Regions from separate parts of the Sus scrofa genome. Here region 2 is linked to region 1. A link is a contact called in public Hi-C data. All regions are on one chromosome and are shown on one strand. The core of a region is the stretch at or near the end of the contact, and the rest is flanking DNA. Distances in the headings are between cores, read along the strand shown.

What was found. Hi-C and Micro-C count contacts between places; a contact is called where the count stands out from the background.
Region 2: a contact with region 1 is called in a Hi-C map of liver, with 2.4 times the contacts expected there. A contact is called at or near these places in 1 of 5 promoter capture datasets (liver) and 8 of 47 Hi-C or Micro-C datasets (embryonic fibroblasts, liver, skeletal muscle and 1 more).

Annotation. Positions count from the first base shown.
Region 1 is chr4:96,751,943-96,758,547 of Sscrofa11.1, forward strand. KPRP (keratinocyte proline-rich protein) reads right to left here and starts at 1,612. Exons shown (of 2, transcript XM_013997107.2): 1 at 1,586-1,612; 2 at 1-157. The coding sequence starts at 131.
Region 2 is chr4:96,796,776-96,804,320 of Sscrofa11.1, forward strand. No RefSeq gene overlaps it. Among named protein-coding and RNA genes, the nearest start is that of C4H1orf68, 25 kb to the left of the region's middle.

The DNA.
Region 1 (6,605 bases), core at 362-2,861:
TGCATCTCACAAGGAACTTGGACCACCACCTGGCTCCCGGCATAGGGGGACTGGGAAGGGTAGAAGGAGGAACCTGTCACACAGCACTGTGGGAGCGGCAGGCAACACTGAATCTGCTGCTGGTCACACATGGTTCTGATGGGCAGCTAAGCAGAACCTGAGGGTAGAAAGACCAGGGTCAAGAGGGTGAGAGTTGTTGAGGAAGAGGGACCAGGACCAATGAAAAGACACCTGCTTCTTCCCTGGTCTTTCTTCCCCTACCCTTGATTTGCATTCAAGAATCCTTACCGAGTTAGCTGGACCCAAGATTAGTCATTGCCCTCAAGAGCTGCCTTGGATCTGCCAAAGGACCCAACCAGAGGGAGCTTCAAAGGCACAGCCAGGATTGCAGGTGGGCACACCAGTGTCCAGCACAAGAGGGCGCTGATGACAAGAGGATTCCACCACTTCCTCAGGTCCTAAGACGAGGGAGGGAACTCCGCAGGAAATAGAGACAAACCATCCTCCCAGAGCTGTGGCCCAAAGTGGGAACTGCACACACAGGAGCTTAGATATCCTCAAGCATACACAGTGGCAGCACATACACACACACTTATGTGTAAACATGCAAAAATGAACATATGGAACAAGCCCACTGGTACCATCTATGCTCAAAGAAGCATGTTATTGGAGAGTAAAGGATCCAGTCAGTTACTGGGCAGCTCAAATCCAACATAAAATGTTTGTTTCTCTCTATTCAAGCTTTTTAGGTGAATTTGCTTAAACAAGCCCTCATGGACGTATGCTAAACAAGAACATACCAAGCACACGATCCTTGGAAAGGCTCAGGACCAACCTGATGTTAATCACTGAACTGGGTGGTCTGCTAAACTCATAAATGTTTTACCTCCAGCCCCTCTGAGAGGCAGGCTGTGACTACCTAACTTGGGGTAACCCAGAAAGTGCTACTTTCCTAAACCACGAGACTGACATTCAGGCACACATAAGGTTCTCCATGTGTTACAAACACCATATGGGGGATCCATACATGCTCTTCACCACCACACTTATCCAGGGAGAAACTGAGGGCAGTCCCCACTCCTCTTACCTCCCCAAATGTGCCTGGTCACCTGTGTGTGACTGGCAGAGCACAGGACCTGATTTAACAATTAGCTCACCCAACAAAACACATCTCCCAACAAAACACATATTGAAATACTTCTAATGAGGACCCAAGCTTTCCATTGTCCATTTGTAGAGAATAAGTATATATGCCCTTAAGGAACCCTCCTTCACACACGTTTACTTACAAGGTGTAAATTACCAACGCATCTTTTCCAGAGAGAGAGATCCTGAGGAAGGAAAGTGGTACCCGAGGATAAGCCTAGGATTATCCAAGAAAAATACACTGACTTCAGCACCCCAGTTCTTTACCCAAACTCCATGGAAACTCTTCTTCCATCCTTCTAGACTCTTCTCCTCTGAAGGATATATCTCTCTTCCTCTGCTCCCAGTTTCTCCCCTCACTATGCCTCACCCTTATGAATCTGGGCACCCCCTGAACATCATCCAGACCCCAATCCCAGAACCCAAACCCTAGACTCACCCTCCTCACAGGCAAGCAGTCATTAAGGCTGAGGCATCTGGACACTGGGCTGTCTTTATATAAAGGCTTCTGGGTATGGCTTGGACCGTGAGACAACTGGTTGGCATCTGCCTGGCATCACCCAGCTTGGCATTCCAGCAAGCAGTCCCCTCCCTGTATGCCTGTCCTGGGAGTCACCTACAGAATGTGGGAGTGTCTCGCCTTAGTGTCAAAGCTTCTGACCTATTAACGAACAGATTCTTGTTTTCTTCCTCCTTTTTCACCCCAGTGGTTTTTCTCTGTCCCTAGACCACCTGGTGGTGGGGATGATGAGGGTGACAAAGGTATCTTCTCTCTTAGAAGATGATTCCAGGCCCCTACCCTCCTCCTTGTCTCAGATTCTCACCAAATAGATATAAAAGAGGTGGGATTCTCTCTTGAAAATAAATCATAGGCAATTAAAATCATCTCAAAGATAGAGGCAACTCTATAGCATGAAGAGTATATTAGGTCAGAAGTGAGTCTAACATCCCAGGTTTGGCTACTTACAACTGTGACCTTTATAACCAACCTGAATATTAGTTCACTTATATGCAAAATGGAGATAATTAAATCTATTTTCCTGAGTTGTGGTAAGAATGAAGGCAATTGTTTTATACAAAAGTGTCCAGACAAGAATATCTAGCATCCTCTCAGAATGAACGCTGGCCCTGAGCAACAGACACATCTGGACTGATGGTTGCCTGCTTCATCCCAGTCCTGAGCTGAGCAACCTGATGGCTTTACAGCAGGTGCTAAGCTAAAGCTTGAACAGAGCATAGCGCAGAACAGTAATAATAACCTGGCATCCTGAGAGCCAGATACCGTCAAGATGGGATGCCTTTTTCCCTTGTGTGAACATAGTTTTCACTTACATAATTTTATTAGCAATCATTAAATTCAGAAAGAGGGAGACTTTACTAAGATTCCAGATATCTACCTTTTCTTCTAAGGTCAAAAGGTCTGGCATAGATGAGCCTACCTTCCATAATATTAATTAATAGCCGCCCCTCTTAAATAGGGCATATACACTCTTGATTATATCCACAATGCAATGTCAAGTGTAGGTTTCCTTTTGTTGTTTTATTTGCCCTCTTATTTTTCTTGGGTGAAATTAAAGGAAAGTGAAATAATCTCTCTGCCTGTACCATTTTACTTGTTTATGTAAAACCTCCAGCTTCTGTGGGCATTGAAGATTCTGACAAAGATTATGAGCAGAGACTTGAAAGATAGATAGGCTTGGGGTTAAATATGAACTCTAATACTTGCAAATGGGGATTAAAACTCCTTAACCTCCATAAGCCTCAGCTACCTTAACTATGAAATGGGAAGAAGTAAAAGAAGAAGGAGGAGAAAGAGGAAGAGGTAGAGGAAGAGTAAAGAAGAGGAAAAAAAGGAGGAAGAAGAATTAGAAAAGTCATAGGATTAATGTGTGAATTAAATGAGATAATTGATCTAAAGTACTTAGCACCTCATTAGCCATTTATTTCTCTGGGCTTTAGTTTCCTCATATGAAGTTGGGAGTGAAAATATTTGCTTCACCAGGTTCTCATGAAGATAAAATCAGATAATGGCTATGAAAGTGCTTTGTGGCCTACAGTGCACATGCCAGTCATGGCTGTGAAATCCATCCCATGGGGAAGCCTCTGCCCAGACCAACCAGGCAAGGTCAAGATCCCTAGTCTCTGGACACCATCAGTACAAACTTGAGTGGGATCACAGATTTTCAGAAGGTCACAGCAATAAGGACCCCAGGAATTATCTGACTCCACCTTACATTCTACAGGTGGGGATTCTGAAGCCCAGAGAGAGGAACCTGTTTAGGACCTAAAGCTAATGGCTGCCTTGGAAGAACAAGGCTCCAGTTAGTTCTCATCTCAGACTAGGCCTCTTTCATTCTATTAGAAATTATTTCTCTGATCACACAATTTAGCCAAGATGCTCTGAACTTGGATAGCCCCAAGCTTGATATTGGCCTAGAAAGTAGGTATAAATCAGTGAAAACACAAAAGGGAAAACACAGACCAGCTGTGTGACCACCAGAATGTGAATTATGAATCCTAAAAGCTGTGTCTTTCCCACTCATCTCGATAGAATGTGCTCCTCTGGAAGAGAGAATCCCTATCTTACTCATCTTTGCATCCCTACATTCCTGACTTACTAGGAGTCTGTTGATGGATGGATGGATAGCTGATGGAAGAAAGGCATGAAATTGGGCTTGGTTCACACATTTTTAACCACTAGAGAGTGAGCTGATATTGTTCAATCCATAGACCAAGAGCTCTGCAACCCCTGTTTTTTCCTGCTCTTGCTTTTTACAAAGAGAAGTGAGCAGAGTTACGAGAAAGAGCCTGGAAGTTATGTCTTGATGATGACGTGAGGCTAGGTGTTAGAGTTTTCAACAATATTATAGATAGATGTCAATTGAAATATATATGGCTAGAAATATAACAATATGAATCTACAAATAATGATGGTATGAATCTACAAGTAGTGATTTACAAAAATTGATATAAAGATATCGAGAGAGCTGACTATCTATGTACAAAAATTATAAAAAGAAGATATATATAATAAATTATATTACAAAAGGTAGAGATGAAGTTATAGATTTAAAAAAATACAGAAGTATAAATGGTACAAATTGAGTGTGGCTGTTTAATAGATAAGAAACAAGGACACCTAAGGACTATGTCAGGGGGAACCAAGAAAAGCTAATAGTAAACAGAGCAGAAGAGCTCTCCAAATCTCTCTGCAACCACCCTTAACACAGGCATTACAACATAAAAGACAAAATGGAGTTCCCATTGTGGCTCAGTGGTTAATGAACCTGACTAGTATCCATGAGAACTCGGGTTCATCCCTGGCCTGGCTCAGTGGGTTAAGGATCCGGCATTGCCGTGAGCTGTGGTGTAGGTTGCAGACATGGCCTGGATCCCGAGTTGCTGTGGCTGTGGTGTAGGCCAGCAGCTGCAGCTCCGACTCAACCCCTAGCCTGGGAACCTCCATGTGCTGCAGGCGCAGCCCTAAAAAGACCAAAAAAGAAAAAAAAAAAAAAAAAAGAGAGAGAGAAATTAAAAATTAAAAAAGATAAAAGACAAAGCAAGCACAATAAGGATAGTAACTGAGGCATCAAATAGATATATGAAAAGATGTAAAGATATAGAGGAGGAATACAGAGAGAGAGGCTAGGTTGGAAGAGCATAAATGGTCAATGTACAGAACTGAGGCAGTAGGACATTATATATCTGCTTTACCTCTTTTTCACATTTTGCAAACTCGATAATGTTGCTCAGTTAATAGTAATAAATGTGTTTTCCATTGAGAGGATAGAAACCAGGCTAGGCAAGTTGTACTTCTTATACAGGGAACTTGGAGCTTCTGAAGGGCTTACTGACTATCCTGCAATGCTCACACCATCACATGATAATAGAATTCTGCATCTAAGACAAAACTCAACCAACTACATTTTATTTATTTATTTATTGTCTTTTTGCCATTTCTTGGACTGCTCCCGTGGCATATGGAGGTTCCCAGGCTAGGGGTCTGATCAGAGCCGTAGCCACCAGCCTACGCCAGGGCCACAGCAACATGGGATCTGAGCCGCATCTGCAAACTACACCACAGCTCACGGCAACGCTGGATCCTCAACCCACTGAGCAAGGCCAGGGATTGAACCCGCAACCTCATGGTTCCTAGTCGAATTCGTTAACCACTGCGCCACCACGGGAACTCCCCCAACTACATTTTAAATCAGAGTAAACCCTCAGACAGTTGTCACAGTGGTGAATGGAGAGTCCTGCTTAACCAGTGAATGGAGAGTCCTGCTTAACCAGATCCTCGGCCTCATAGAATGTTACCAAGAGAGCATCATGGGGTACCAATATCCATTGATTCAGAGAACACTAAAGGAGGCTCACTGGCAAAGACACATCAGATGTCAGTCTGTCTCTTGTTACAGATAAGGTTTTAGCTACATCCCACTCCTCACAAGTACCCTCAGTATAGGCTGACACTTTGTTTCACTGCTTTTTCTCAGAATTCTTTCCTCTGCTAAGAACACTCTTTCCTGCTCCCTTCCCTCCACCTACTCCAAAGCCTTTTGTATGCCAAAGTCTACTAATATTTTCCTCATATTCAGCTCAAAACAAATGTCTCCATCACTTTTACTTGGCTCTGTTCTCACCACCACCCCAGGTAAAATGAGCCATTTGGGGGCCCCAAACAGTCTTCTTTTCTAGGATCTACAAATATTGCACTTTTTTGCTGATAAGTCTGGTTTCTTCACTGGATGATGAAATATTCTGGTGGCAGAAAACTGTGCTTAGCAGAAAACCAGGTTCCTAGAAATTGCCCATTAAATGTTTGTTCAATGACATTATGAAACTCTGTCTTGTAATATGTCCCTGAAGCCAACTAAGAGTTGGTTATCTAATTGGATACTAGCAAAGAACTCTGTAAACATGAGTTGGCTAGAAAGAAGGTGAGATTCACTGATTAAATTTAATGTAAATATATAGGCTTACTTTTTATGTTTGAATTGTTTGCTGTGGGTTTAAATGATAAACTACCTAAATTTAATCTTGTGGTAAATTTATTACTGTAAAACATCATTATTCTTTATAAATCTCTTTTATTAGCACAAAGACATTAAGGTGTTCCCATTGTGGCTCAGCAGGTTAAGGACCTGATATAGTCTCTGTGAGGACACAAGTTCAATCCCTGGCCTCGCTCAATGGGTTAAGGATCTGGCGTTGCCGTGAGCTGTGGTGTAGGTCACAGATATGGCTCAGAACCCGCATTGCTATGGCTGTGGCATAGGCCAGCAGCTACAACTTGGATTTGACCCCTAGCCTGGGAACTTCCATATGCAGTGGGTGTGGCCCAAAATAAAACAAAATAAAATACAGTTGCCTTTTTGTATCTGCAGGTTCTGCCTTCATGGATTCAACAAATCCCAGATCAAAAATATTTTTTGAAAATATCTCAAAAGTTTCAAAAA
Region 2 (7,545 bases), core at 641-3,140, 45 kb after region 1:
GAGAAAAGTTTCTAATTTCGATTAGTCGAAAAATATATATATCTCACCTTAAAAATGGCCATAGGAGACATTACTATAGATGGAAATGAGCTAATTTTTCAATTAGTGATTCACATAAACCACAAATATGTTTTAGGGAGATCTCACCTAGAGCCACAATCTGATAAGCAAAAATTTGGCTTTTAGAAAATTGGCATCAGGCGACTTTATTTCTTTAAAAACTATGGAGGTCCAGGAGTTCCCATCGTGGTGCAGTAGTTAACAAATGTGACTAGGAACCATAAGGCTGCAGGTTCACTCCCTGGCCTTGCTCAGTGGGTTAAGGATCCAGTGTTGCCGTGAGCTGTGGTGTGGGTCGCAGACGTGGCTCAGATCCCACGTTGCTGTGGCTCTGGTATAGGCTGGTGGCTACAGCTCCAATTCGACCCCTAGCCCGGGAACCTCCATATGCCGCAGGAGCAGCTCTAGAAAAGGCAAAAAGACAAAAAAAAAAAAAAAACTATGGAGGTCCATAGTGAGCTTGAGGGACTTATGATGTTTAGAGTAGTCATTGCAGAAGCTTTAGTTTAGGACTCTTAAATGGCCTCAGTAGTTTCAGCTCAAGGCTATTGAGGGAGAGACAGTGAAGTATGACAGAGGCTCCCTGCTTCCTCAGGAAGGGCCCTTCTTTCTACCTTCCCCATCCACGATTACCCAGAGAACTGGTTGGAAGTGGGATGAGGGAGGAGAAATTACCCTATAGTGAAAGGACAGGAGCAGAGCAGCTCTGGTCCAGGAGGTACAAGGAAAGGCGACAGTGGGTCAACAGGGAATGTGACATAGGATGTGATCCCCAGAAGCTAGGCACGGTGGTCCTATTGACAGCTCCTCCACCCGGGGCAGGACAAGGTACAAATATTTTCCAGATACATTCAGCCTATCGTACTGACTCTCTGTTAATTTTTTATTATAGTTGAATTACAATGTTCTGCCTATTTCTGCTGTACAGCAAAGTAACCCCGTTATACATATACATACATTCTTTTTTTTTTTCACATTATCCTCTATCGTGTTCCATCACAAGTGATCAGATATGGTTCCTTGGGCTATGCAGCAGGATCTCATGACTTATCCATTCCAAATGCAATAGTTTGCATCTGTTAATGAGTAGATGTGAAGTGGAATCTCATTCTAGTTTGGATTTGCATTACTCTGATAACTATTTATGTTGAGCAATTTTTCATGTGCCATTCGTTGTCCATTTATGTATCTTCTGGGAGAAATGTCAGTGCAGATCCTTCATCCTTTTTTTTTTTTTTAGTCTTTTTGCTATTTCTTTGGGCCGCTCCTGCGGCATATGGAGGTTCCCAGGCTAGGGGTCGAATCGGAGCTGTAGCCACCAGCCTATGCCAGAGCCACAGCAACGCAGGATCCGAGCTGTGTCTGCGACCTACACCACAGCTCACGGCAACACCGGATCATTAACCCACTGAGCAAGGGCAGGGATCGAACCCGCAACCTCATGGTTCCTAGTCGGATTCGTTAACCACTGCGCCACGACAGGAACTCCCTTTCATCCATTTTTAATCAGGTTATTACATCTTTTTTATTATCGAGTTTTCAAGTTCCTATATATTCTGCCTGTATATAATCTTTTATCAAATTTATGATTTACAAATACTTTCTCCCATTCTGTGGGCTGTCTTTTCACTTTCTTGATAGGGTCCTTTGAAGCATGGAAGTATCACATTTTGATGGTCCGAGTTGCCTGAACCTCAGCCATGAGCCAGGTGGCAGAAAGGAAAGTGGGACATTGGCTCAGATCCCAGGTTCTTAACCCCTGTGCCCTCAGGCTGCTCTCTGTCTCCTTTAGCCCTAGACTGAGCCAAGAGCACTGGGCAGGCTCAGACTCTGGGCGCCCTTCAGCCTCTGTTGTTTAAACATTTATTTAACATGTGTTTAAAGGAGAAGCTGGAGCATGAATGAAGACAATGAAGCAGACTCACCCCCTCCAAAGGCAGGTGAGTGGTAAGGAGTTACCAACCAGGCCTGTCCCTCCAGGGTAGCAAATCTCATGCCAAGTATTTATTTTTCTTTTTATTTATTTATTTTTTCAGCCGTGCCCCCGGCATATGGATGTTTCTGGACCAGGGATGGAACCAAACTGCTGCAGTGGCAATGCCAGATCCTTAACCCACTGTGCCACAAGAGAACTCCTCACACCAAGTACTTAAAATTAAATGAAAGGAGTTCTATTAAATACATCTTTCTCCATCTCTTTGCATTCCAAATGATTTTTAACCGCCATGGTTACCGTGTACAGAAAATTAATTTATACACAATGTGGTGGGCTAAACGGACCAGGGTGCTCATGGTCCAAAGTGTTTATCCTGGGGGCTCCCAGGCTCTCCTGGTGACCTCCTGAGTGAGAGGACCTGTGTCACACAGTCTATGATTACTCAGGACAATCCCATTGAGAAACGCTATGATGCAATTGTTCTTATGTAATTACCCTTCTGGAAAAAATTCTTCTAGCTTAACCCTTTCTCAGACCAAAGCATCCTATGCAGGTGTGTTGCAGGGACTCTGGGCTGTAAGAGATTTAAGGAGAATGAAAGAAGGGACTATGTAAAGAGGCAACAGAGCTTTATTGTGTGAGCGGGGGGCGGGGCGGGGGGGGAGGGAACTCAGGATCCAGTATAAACCTTGGGCCATCAGAACAAACAGGGCGCTTCATAGGCCCTCTCAGCCCCAGGAAGAGAAGAGGGAGCAGGGGAAGCTTCAATCTAGAGCAGGTCCTGTCTTGAGGTCTCTCCTACAGATGTCTGTGACACCCAAGGTCTGGGTCAGCAGCAGCCCCCGGAGCCTTCACAGCACCCAGAGCCCCCCGAGGGCTGGCTGCAGCAGTCAGAGCTCTGGTGTCTGCGGTGGGACCTGCGGCGCCTGTGGTGGCTCAGGCAGCAGCCCCCATGCCCAGAGCTGCAGCAGCCCCCTCCCCCAGAACTGGAGCCACAGCAGCCGCCAGAGCTACCACTGCAGCAGGAAGAGACTGGAGGACACTTGGGAGGGCACTTGGGGGGGCATTTAGGGGTGGGGCACTTGGGAGGGGGCTGGCACTGCTGCTGGTTCTGTTGGCAGGACATCTCAACTGAAGTTAAAGCAACCTTAAAGTAAAATGAAAATCCATCAGCACAGACTAAACCATTAGCTATTCTCAAACCATTACCAGTCTTCCAGTAACATGTTTGTACAGCCTACTCTCACTCCAGACCCAAAGTCCCACAATTGCATACAGTTGGCATTCAAGTCCTGTGCATGGACTGTATGCTGTGTACAAAGATCAGTTTGTCACTAGTTTATCCCCATCATCTTATCCCATCAAATGAGTTCACAACTAAGCAGAGGCCCATCCTCTGTATGTGCATCGAGCAGAGGTGTGAAATCTGATGTCCAGGGGACAATCCACAGAGCCTTGAAGAAGATGCTCCCTCTCCCACTGGCCACAAGATCTCTGCTCCCCAAGGCTGATCCTTGCTTTTTCCAGAACTCCTGCCATGTTTCAACCCCTCACCCAGCCTCCTCACTCTGTGCTGCTCTTTCATTCACCACATTTGGGATGTGCTCCAGGTCCCTCTTTTCCATAAAATCCAGAGCCCTCCCTCAGGCTTGGACAGATTCCACTTACCAGGACCAGCCTTGGAGTTAGTTCTCGTTCCTGAGGTGTCAGAAAGGATAAAGAAGAAGGACCAGGGATGCCTTTTATAGGGAGATGCCAGGCTGGGCTCAGAGGTGAGCCTTATCTCTGGAAGTTGCAGGAGCAGCAGCTCTTGCACAACCAAGGAAGGAGTAGGGCCATTCCTGACATTCCCTTCTAGAAAGCCATGGTCATCCCCAGGCTTCCCACCAACTGACAGGGCCTTCAGCAAGTCACACCCTTTCCGGAAGATGAGCCTCGGATGGCCTGAGATTCCCAAGAAGCTGGTCATGGGGCTGAGGCTCCAAAGCCCTGGATCACTGCACGCCAGGCCCTTATGAGATGGGCGGCCACACTTGTGGTTCCAGGCTTGGGACACTTGTCCCAGATGGGGCAGGATAGAAGGAATGAGAGGGCAGAAAGGTTTAAAAGGATTTTTTTCAGGAAAAAGCTACAAGAACTGTATATGTACAATGGAGAAGTAAATAAGCCCAGGATTACATCAAGATATCAAGCCCCATGACCAGGGAATTGATCACGGGATGGAGAGAGAACAAATGATGAGAGGGCTATAGATCTGAGGTCCTAGCAAGACATTCAGTGAAGAGATCCAGGAGACAGTCCGAGATGCCTTCCTGGAGGTTATTCATTCCCAGGCTCAGCGGCCTTGGAGGCAGGTTTCACCCTGGCATTCATTGTTATTTATATATGCATCTATTACATTGATTTATTTAAAGAACCAAGTGTGCCAGGTATCCTGCCGAACCCCATAAGGACCTAAAAAGTGTTTCTGTGCTCACTAGGCCTCACGTTCTGATGGCATCCAGACTGTGGACTTAAACATGAAAAAAAAATACCAAAGAGGAAGCCAGTGCAGCCCAGTCCGATGAGGACACAGCGCGCTGGCACTGTTCACAGTGCTTTCCTTATGGTTCGAGGATGAGAAACACAAAAGGGAAAATGGACTCCAAAGGTCTAGGACTTTTCTATTCTCTGGCTACTGACAACCAGAGGAGTTGGCTCTTGTTGATTTTTTTTCTTTCTGCCTTTTTTTTTTTTTTTTTTTTTTTTTGCTTTTTAGGGCCGCTCCCGCGGCATATGGAGGTTCCCAGGCTAGGGGTCGAATCGGAGCTACAGCTGCCAGCCTACACCACAGCCACAGCAACTCAGGATTCAAGCCGCATCTGCAACCCACACCACGGTTCACAGCAACGCCGGATCCTTAACCCACTGATCGAGGCCAGGGATTGAACCCACATCCTCATGTATACTAGACAGATTTGTTTCCGCTGCGCCACAACGGGAACTCCTTGTTATTTTTTTTTAATTCAATCTCTAAGTATACACACGTGGGTGTACACACACACACACACACACACACACACCCCTCACATAAACACACACTCAAGCCTATCCTACTCTCACCCCATCGTGATTACGAACACCTCTCAGAGAATGAGGAAACTCGGGATGACCAAGCTAAGACAGGGTGGACGCGTCAAAGGGCCCCACAAACCTCATTGCAAAATAATGATTCAGGAGATGCGATTCCGTACAATCTTCTTTAGATCTCATGGACTTTTCTCAAGCGAAGAAGCATTCCAAAAAGCCTAATGGACTGAGAGCTTCTCAGGGCAGAAGTTGTGTCTGATCCATCCCTAAATCCCTGGTTCCTGACAGATGTGCCCAGATGCCATCCAAAATTGCTGAGGGTCGGGCTAACTAAAGGCTTTGTTCATGTGTTGATTCATTCTAGCCTGGACCTGAAAGGTTGGGGGGAGGGGGTGGGGGAAGGCTCACTACTTGATAAGTAAACTGGAGACCAGGCACCTCTAGGTTGACAGGGATGTAGAGGTCACCTACTCTTCTCCCTGGGACCTCAGTGATGAAGCCATCTCTATTTCGTTTACGGCTCTGTCCCTAGCATGATGAGCAGCACAGAGCGTGATCTCAAAGTGAATACATTAATCTGTTTAATCCAAGCTCTTCCGATCACTCACTGGCAAGCCCCGCTCACTCCCTTACTCACCATCACCCCCTGCTCCCACCTGGGCCAGCAATAGTGGAGCTTCCTGTTCAGAAGCCCGTAGTATGGCACACCTTTCCCAGGGCTCTTATTACAGTTTAGGAATAAGCTTTTTGAGAGCTGGGACCCCCTCTAGTTTGCATGTAAGGAAAAGAGGCCAGCCATTTACTTTACTACGTTATTAAGCATCTTCTAGATGCCAAACACACGACAAGGCATGTCTTTCCGTCTTTTCGTTAACATTCAAACCAATGAATAAGATCATAATTTTGAGAAAAGACCCCTATTACTTAGGACACGGATAGATATTTCAAAGGTTATATACTAGAGCTAAAATGTACCCCGGGCTCCCCGACTATTTTGTCACAGAGATCTGCCCTCCCTAGCCTGCCTGTTTCTCACTGAGTTAAGGGGTCATTGCCTTGACTAAATCAGTTCAGTCATCAGTCTTTACAACACAAAGAAATCAAGACTATGTGACTGCCTCTTAGGGGATGTCAGAGGGGGAAGGGAGACCCAGAGTCCCCACTGAAAGCACAGACCCAGGAAGGATGCGTGGACGGAGAGGATTCTTCCAATTCAGGGCTCCTGAGCCAACAGCCCGAGAATGGCTCGTACTTAAAGCAGACTTAAAAGATCCACCTGAAGTGTGGGAGGGAATCAGAATGGAGTATTTCCCCAGAAACAAAAAAACTTTAAATGAACAAACTGTGACTTTGACCTGAGAATTTTAAGGGGACACATAGAGTCTTTATCCAGAGGTCCCAAGTCTACTCTCCAGGATTCTAGCCTGGGACACTGTGGCTGGTAAAGGCCCTTAGACCCTGCCCCAAAGTGTGTGTGTGTGTGGTGGTGGGGGGGGGGGGGGTTCTGGGAGTTCCCAAGGCCTCCTGGGAGGCAGGCACATTGAGGCAGGAGAATGTCAGGAATGACCCAGCACGTGTCTGGTTGTGCAAGAGCCACCTCCTGGGCCTCCCAGAGCCAAGCCTGGAGCCTATAAAAGACATCCTGGCTCTAGCCTCTCATCACCTCTGACTCCCCAGGGACCACTGTGTGCTCCTGCCTGTGACCAGGGTGAGTGGGAAATTGAGCCAGGAGGCTCTGAGCAGGACAGGGAAGGAGGTGACAGCTGGGAGGTGAAGAGCAGAACAGAGGTGGGGAGGAAAGAGGGAGACTGAGGAAAGAGGATCAAGGCTTTGATTCCTGCCACACTGAGCAGGAATAAAATCCAGATGAGAAGATCATGGCTTAAAATGTCCTTGGTGCTTCCCCACTCTGGAAGCTGCCCTGAGCTAAAAGGCCTGGGTCACCTCAAGGGGATGAGGGGTTTATTTTATATGAAGACAATGGCGCTCTGCCAACTCGAATACCGCACGCAGGCTGGTGAAGATGGAGAAATCCCTGCTTCCAAGGGGAATCAGATGTTTACCACATCTGGATTTAAATCTATGTGCTTGTAACTAAAGGATATATATTCTTTCCTTCTGGATGGTTTTCTGGGTGTTCTAGATTTTACCGACCACAGATTGGTTTTAATGGAGGTAAAAAAGCACAACTCTGGATCGAACCTAACAAAACCATGCCATTACCCTCTTCCAGGTTGACTGAACTGCCAAGATGTCCTGCCAGCAGAACCAGCAGCAGTGCCAGCCCCCTCCCAAGTGCCCCCCCAAGTGCCCCGTCCCTAAGTGTCCCCCCAAGTGCCCTCCCAAGTGCCCTCCAATCTCTTCCTGCTGCAGTGGCAGCTCTGGCGGCTGCTGTGGCTCCAGTTCTGGGGGAGGGGGCTGCTGCAGCTCTGGGCATGGGGGCTGCTGCCTGAGCCACCACAGGCCCCATCTCTTCCACC